Regions from separate parts of the Sus scrofa genome. Here region 1 is linked to region 2. Evidence: chromatin contacts called from public Hi-C data. All regions are on one chromosome and are shown on one strand. Each heading gives the region's core, a stretch centred on a gene start, on an enhancer-like site or on the middle of the called end of the contact. The rest is flanking DNA. Distances are from core to core; before and after follow the strand shown. Region 1 holds the start of SLC50A1 (sugar transporter SWEET1). Region 2 holds the start of HCN3 (potassium/sodium hyperpolarization-activated cyclic nucleotide-gated channel 3).

Region 1 (2,986 bases), core at 330-2,829, 110 kb after region 2:
GAGAGGTACATACTGATGGTGAAGATACTGCAGAAGAGGCCCAGCTGCTGCAGCCGGGTCTCAAGGTCAGGCACCAGGAGACAAAAGTAGCCAAAACCCAGGACAAGGACCACCAGCAGGGTTGCAGTCTGAAGGAGCACAGCACCCTGCAGAGGAGAGAGTAGCCTTACCTCTGGAGGTGCCTGGAGCCCTTTCTGACACTGCTGCTGGAATTAATTCATCCTGCCCTCTCCCATGCTCCAGTGAGGGAGCCACCCATTGTCTAAGCCTCCTGTATTGCACATGTCACAGCCTCTTTCCTACCAGTGACTGTAGCACATATCTGATCCCCCCACCATACTGAAGGTGTCTAGGGGAGGGAAAAGTATATCTTTTTTGTTGTTTGGTTTGGTGAGCTTGCTACACAGAGTAGGAGTTTAATGCTTGTGTGAATGAGGAAGCAGAGCTAATCATCTCACTCTCAGCCACTGGCCTTGGCTCTGAAGGAAACATGGAGACAAAAAAAATCCCTTTCACTCTGTTGGGCAGCAAGGCACTATCAGGCTAGGCAGAGCTATTGGCCTTGCCAGAATGGGGGACCATATGTGCATCCCAGAAGGCTAGCCTCATGGAGGAAGGAGGACTGCAAGGCTGGAGGGGTCTTCCAGGAAAAGGTGGCAGTGCCAACCTGTTACAGTCTTCTAGGAAGCAGTGTTTGCCTTGCCAGTAAGGCAAGGCAGGGCGTGCAGCAGAGATGAAGGGCCTCTACCTTCCGATGGCAGTAGTGCAGATACACCAAGATATACAGGGTCTGAAGCACAGCACCCACAGCATTGACGACGATTAGCGTCCCGTTTCCCTTCAAGGCCCCATAACTCAGCCAGCCCAGATTGCTGCAGGGTGGAGGGGAGGGACATTCGTCCGCAGGGTGGAGGGTGGGCGGGGGACCCGAGGGGCCTCCTCCACATTCCTCCTTACCCCTCCCCAACCTCCCTCAGAAGCCTTTCCCGACGCAGGCATCGCCCCTCTCACTTGGCATCCGTGGTGAGAAAGGGCAGGAACTGGACACTGTCCACGCTCCGGGTCATCCGCATGTGCTTGAGGTCCGAGCTGTAACGGGGCCCCGAAAGGTAGGGGGGAGAGGTGGAACGGGAGAACCAGGCTGCCGGGGCGTCAAGATCCCCGATGCCTGTCATTTTCCCCGGACAACTGCAGACGCCGCCCCCCCCCCCCCGGGTCCCGCCCTCAGCATCCTGGCCTTCTCCCTCAGGTTAAGTGACTGGCCTCGCCCCTGTCCCCCGGCCCCCTCGACCCGATTCCACTTTGACTCTAGGTTCCGGATGCAGCCTGAGGCTGCCGCCACGTCTCTGTCCCCTGTTTCTCCTCTCCCGATTTCCTGGTCCTGCCCCAGCCCAGCCCGTCCACGCTTCTCACAGGCCGGTGGAGAACATGCCGAGGGTGAAGAGCACGCAAGCTCCGGAAAGGAGCGAGTCCGCCAATCCGCCCGCCTCCATCCCTCCCCGAGCCGGATCTCGCGCTCTGCGCTGGACACCAGCTTGCGGGATCCTGAGCCCGCGACGCCGGAGCCCCGCCCCTCCGCGCCCCCGGCCCCGCCCCTGCGCCCTCGGCCGTCCCCCCCGGAAATTAAACCGGAACCCGGCCCACCCCTAGGACGTCAAGCAGGAACTCAGGCCCCGCCCCTCCGAGCGCCCGTCCCGCCCCCACCCGCCTGGCTGTCGGCTCGTGGGTTTGCGGGGGTTCAAGTTGCTCTCTTTTCCCGCCGGTCTCCTTCCTAAGGTTTGGCGTATTTGTCCCCGGGACCAACCGCTCCACACTCTCTGCTGACCCCCTGGATCCCTAGCCCCCCAGCCTCAACTCTTTCCCACAGGCCCGAAAGCCTACGTGGTAGAACTCCAAAACAGCAGCTTGCTAGGCAGACTTCGACACGCTCCCCAGGCAGAGCCCCGGCTCGGAATTTCAGTTGCCCAGAGCTTGGGAGATTTTTTTCCTCATTTGCTGAAGCCTCTTTCCGGTCTTTTCCCTAAATAACAGGGATTGCCAGGAATCACCGAGTCTTTGTGAGCTGCCCTCCCCCTTCAGCCACACTGCCAACTTTCCGTGACTTGGCCAACCCACTGGCCAAGCGTGTATCACTGACCCCCTAGTCCAACCGACTTGCTGCTGGGAACTTTCCCTCCCAGCCTCCCACACACGGCAGCCTCCGCTGGCGGGGCTGTGGGGCGGGCCACATGCCTCAGCTGGCGTTCCCCTGAGCGGCTGCTCTGACTCACCCTGCAGAATGAGTACCTGAACAGTATGCCAAAGCCCAGCGCGGAGAGGGTGGGAGTGGGGCAGAGGTTGGACAGAAAGAACTTCCAGAGTGGGGAGCAGGCTAGGGCCTGAGACATTCTCGTGGGGAGCACTCCTGTCCTGGACAACCCTCAGGGGAGGAAACACCTCACCCTTTTGGGTGAGTGAGGAGCAAATTCAAACCCAGTTCCTACTGGTATAACACAGAGCCTAGCAAATAGCAGGGACTTAAATCAGGATGGAGGGGCAAAAAAGCAAGTCTGAAAAACCAAACACATCACTTTATTTTGAGACAAAGAACACAGTATAAAAAAGTTCCAGTTGTAGAAATCAGCACAGACACAGAAAGTTCATATGCAGATTCTGTACATGTGGGCCCTGCCCCTCAGGCTTTAGTCTAGGCACAGACTGTGTGTGTGTGGGCCCTGCCCTTACAGATACACCTTAAGACCAGGTTGGCACAGCCCCCCTGCTGGCACAGCTCTGGGAAATGCTGCCCCAGGATGGGAGAGGATGCAGTGCCTGGCTACAAACCTCTCTGTGACAGCGCCACAGAGGACAGTCCTGGGAGAGATGCTGGGTTAGCCCAAGCATGCTGCTTCTCCTGTCCTTGGCTCAGCCACAGCACTACTGGATCCGAGCCGCATTTGTGACCTACACCACAGCTTGCAGCCACGCCGGATCCTTAACCCCCTGA
Region 2 (2,967 bases), core at 11-2,510:
TCTATAGGATTACGGTTAAATTCCTTAGAATGACAACACAAGGCCCTGCAAAATTTAGACCTCTCTTTTCAACAACCTCCCTTCTGATAGTCCCTCTCTTGAAAGCCAGGACTCCAATTCTGTTTAAACACTTCATTTTGCTTTGTCTCCAGACTTTTGTAAATACTTTCTCTGCCTAGCACTCTCCTCCAATTCACTTTCCATCCATTGGTTCAGATGTCATCTCCTCTAGGAAACCTAGAAACACATTTATAACTCTCCTTTCCCAAGCTAGGGTTGTAGTCTAGAGCTTTCTTACAGTGGCCAGGGCACCACTGTTCATAACAGCTCTTAGCACAAGGCTGCCATTATTTGTTTACAGGTCTTTCCCATTATACTATGAAGCTCTGAAGAACAGGAGCCTTGAGCCTGGCACAGTGCTGGACAGAGTAGGAACTTAATAAATGCTTTTTGAATGAACGAGGGAAAGTGTACACGGAGAAGGAAGTGAGGTTCACTTTCCTCTCCACCCCTTCATTACCCTTCAGCTTCTATTTCAAGAAACTTTTCCTAAACCATTTCTGGCCAACTGATGAAAAATTCCTTCTGACTATCCTCCACCCTGACTCCTCTCTGTTTCTTTACTTGAATATAGTTATCCTCAGGTTATTTTTCATTTTCCTAATTACTGCTCAATTCCTTCTATAACATCTGTAACTCTACCCAGTTTTTCTCGTCTTCTGCTTTTTTTTTTTAATTCACCAAATTTAGACTTATCATATATTATGTGTAGGTATATAACAAAGTTCTCAAGTGATTTCCCCTTCTTTGGCACCTGAATCTCCACCCCTCCATTTCTCAAACCTTTCCTCCAAAGCCATTACCCCCCTCCCCCATATACAGAACGTGCACCAGCTTTTGTTCAGGACAAAAGATGGGAACCCCTCTTTGCTGTGGTTTGGTAGGCGAACTGTTTCAAAAACAGGCTATGATGGAGACTCACACCTCACCACCAGGCTTCAAAAGGTTTGCGGAGCGATGACATTCCGTAAACCACAACCCCTTCCTTTCAACCTCCAAACCTAACAAAGCAAGCCACATAAGTCCCACGAAAAGGGTCAAAGATTGAGGAAGGATACGGAAGAACACCAGGCGAGGCAGCGCGAGCCCAATAAACCGCTTCCACTCTCTCCCCGCCCCCATGAGCTTCCGCCCCCAGCACCTCCTCGGCTCTCACCGGACAGCAGAGAGCTACGCTAAGACGCGAAGGCGTGCGCGGTCCTGGGGGGCGGAGCCTAGGGGTAGCTGGGAATCGACGCAGGACGTGCGTGCGTGCGTACGTGCTCGCTCGCGGTGGCGGCGGCGGCGGATCGGGGAGGCCAGAGCCGGAGACCGAGCTGGGATCGGGCCCCGGGCGGGGGCGGTGCGAGCGGCGCCAAGCGGATCCTGGGGGCGGGCACGGAGCCGGGGCGGGCGGGACTGGAACGGAGCCCGGGAACGAGGCGGGAGGTCCAGGGTCTCGGGTTGGGGGGGTGGAGCCGCACTTCGTCGCCGCGGGGGTGCCGGGACTCCGGCCGCAGTGCCGCCGCCATCACGGACTTCCTGTGGGACAAGCGCACGGGCCTCGCCGCCAGAACGGTGAGCGCGCGGGCTGGCGGGCCGCGGGGCCGCGCGGAAAGATGGCGACCGCGGGGCGGACGGGGAGAAGATTGGATTGGGGGCAAGGGACCGGGGCGAGCTTGGGGGGTGGGGTGGGGCTGAGACGTGCGAAGTGGCAGAGGTGAGGAGTAGGAAGATGAGGTGGAATGTCGCCCTGTCTTAGATGCATTGGTAAAGACCAATAGGAAAGTTAGGAGGGACCAAAGTAGGAGAAGGGGTGATGGAGTAAAGATAGGAGTGGTTGCAAAGATGAGAAAGAATAGAAATCTCAAAAGTTGGGCCAAAGCTGGAGAGGTTGGAAGACACCACCATGTCACTTGGAGGCTGTGGAAAGAGTTTGACTCTAGGAGTTAGTTCTGGATTTTCTAAGTGAGAAAGAGAGGAAAAGATTAGAAGTGGAGAAAGATTGTAAGCTGGAGATAGTTGGGGGGGAGGGTTGGAAGGAGGAAAGCCTGTGAGGGACTTTGGTGGCACTGTGTATGTAGTGAGATGACATGTGCGTGGCTGTGTTAAGCAAGGTTGGGTTATCGGGGAGAATCTTGTACTTGCGTCTTCTTGGCTTCCTGCAAGCCCTTTTACGCCTGGAATGAATCAAATGCCACCCTTCTCTTCAATTTGAGAAGTAGCTCAGAATGGAAGCCAGATGTTGGAATCATTAAGCCTTTTCCACACCTAATCCTACCACTGCCACCCCCAACAAGGTGCACCTCTGTCCCTGGCCCATGTACTTTCATTCTGCCCTGTAAGTCTCATCTTATTGGTTCCTGACAGTAATTTTCTTTCCTTGAAGGAAAAAAGAATTAGTGCACCCTGCCATTCCAATTCCAGTAACTGGAAGGTGGCCGGCTTTTAGCCAGGCAGTACTGATAATAATTAAAAAGCAGTTATTCGGTACTTCCTAACCCAAAAGGGAAGGGGCTGGGTGGAAAGCTGACTGCAGCTTGGGGCCTCCTGGATTAAAACCATTTAAGGACGATTTGGCCATTGATGTGAGAAATGTTCAAGGGGCCAGACCCAGATCCCTGGAACTTGCTTGTGTTTGGTATATATACTATAAGTGGAAAGCTGGAAAACTGGATTCTTACCCTCAGGATATAGATGGCCTAGTTGGGGAGATAAGATACACTAATGATTGTAAAACACCATAATAGCATATAGTGAAGCATTATTCATTATAGTAAAGCACAATAGCGAATGCAGCGTCGCACACATCCATCCAAAATCTCAGCCAAAGATGAGCTGTGGCCATCTTCGTCAATTACGTAGTCTCACCTGTAATGAGCTGTGGCCTGAATGTTGTCATGAAGCCATATTTGAGGAAAATCAGAC

The links. A called contact is a pair of places that touch in the nucleus more often than the background predicts.
Region 1: a Hi-C map of liver shows a contact between it and region 2, with 6 times the contacts expected there. The contact joins the promoter of SLC50A1 here to the promoter of HCN3 in region 2. A contact is called at or near these places in 2 of 47 Hi-C or Micro-C datasets (liver and skeletal muscle) and 1 of 2 datasets of contacts at active chromatin or transcription factors (alveolar macrophages).

The regions. Positions count from the first base shown.
Region 1 is chr4:94,663,907-94,666,892 of Sscrofa11.1, forward strand. It overlaps SLC50A1 (sugar transporter SWEET1), which reads right to left and starts at 1,580. Exons shown (of 7, transcript XM_003125719.3): 1 at 1,414-1,580; 2 at 1,012-1,089; 3 at 749-872; 4 at 1-146. The coding sequence starts at 1,493. It also overlaps a transcript of EFNA1 not described here.
Region 2 is chr4:94,558,845-94,561,811 of Sscrofa11.1, forward strand. It overlaps HCN3 (potassium/sodium hyperpolarization-activated cyclic nucleotide-gated channel 3), which reads right to left and starts at 1,261. Exons shown (of 9, transcript XM_013997013.2): 1 at 1,217-1,261. The region is part of intron 1 of CLK2 (dual specificity protein kinase CLK2); the gene reads left to right.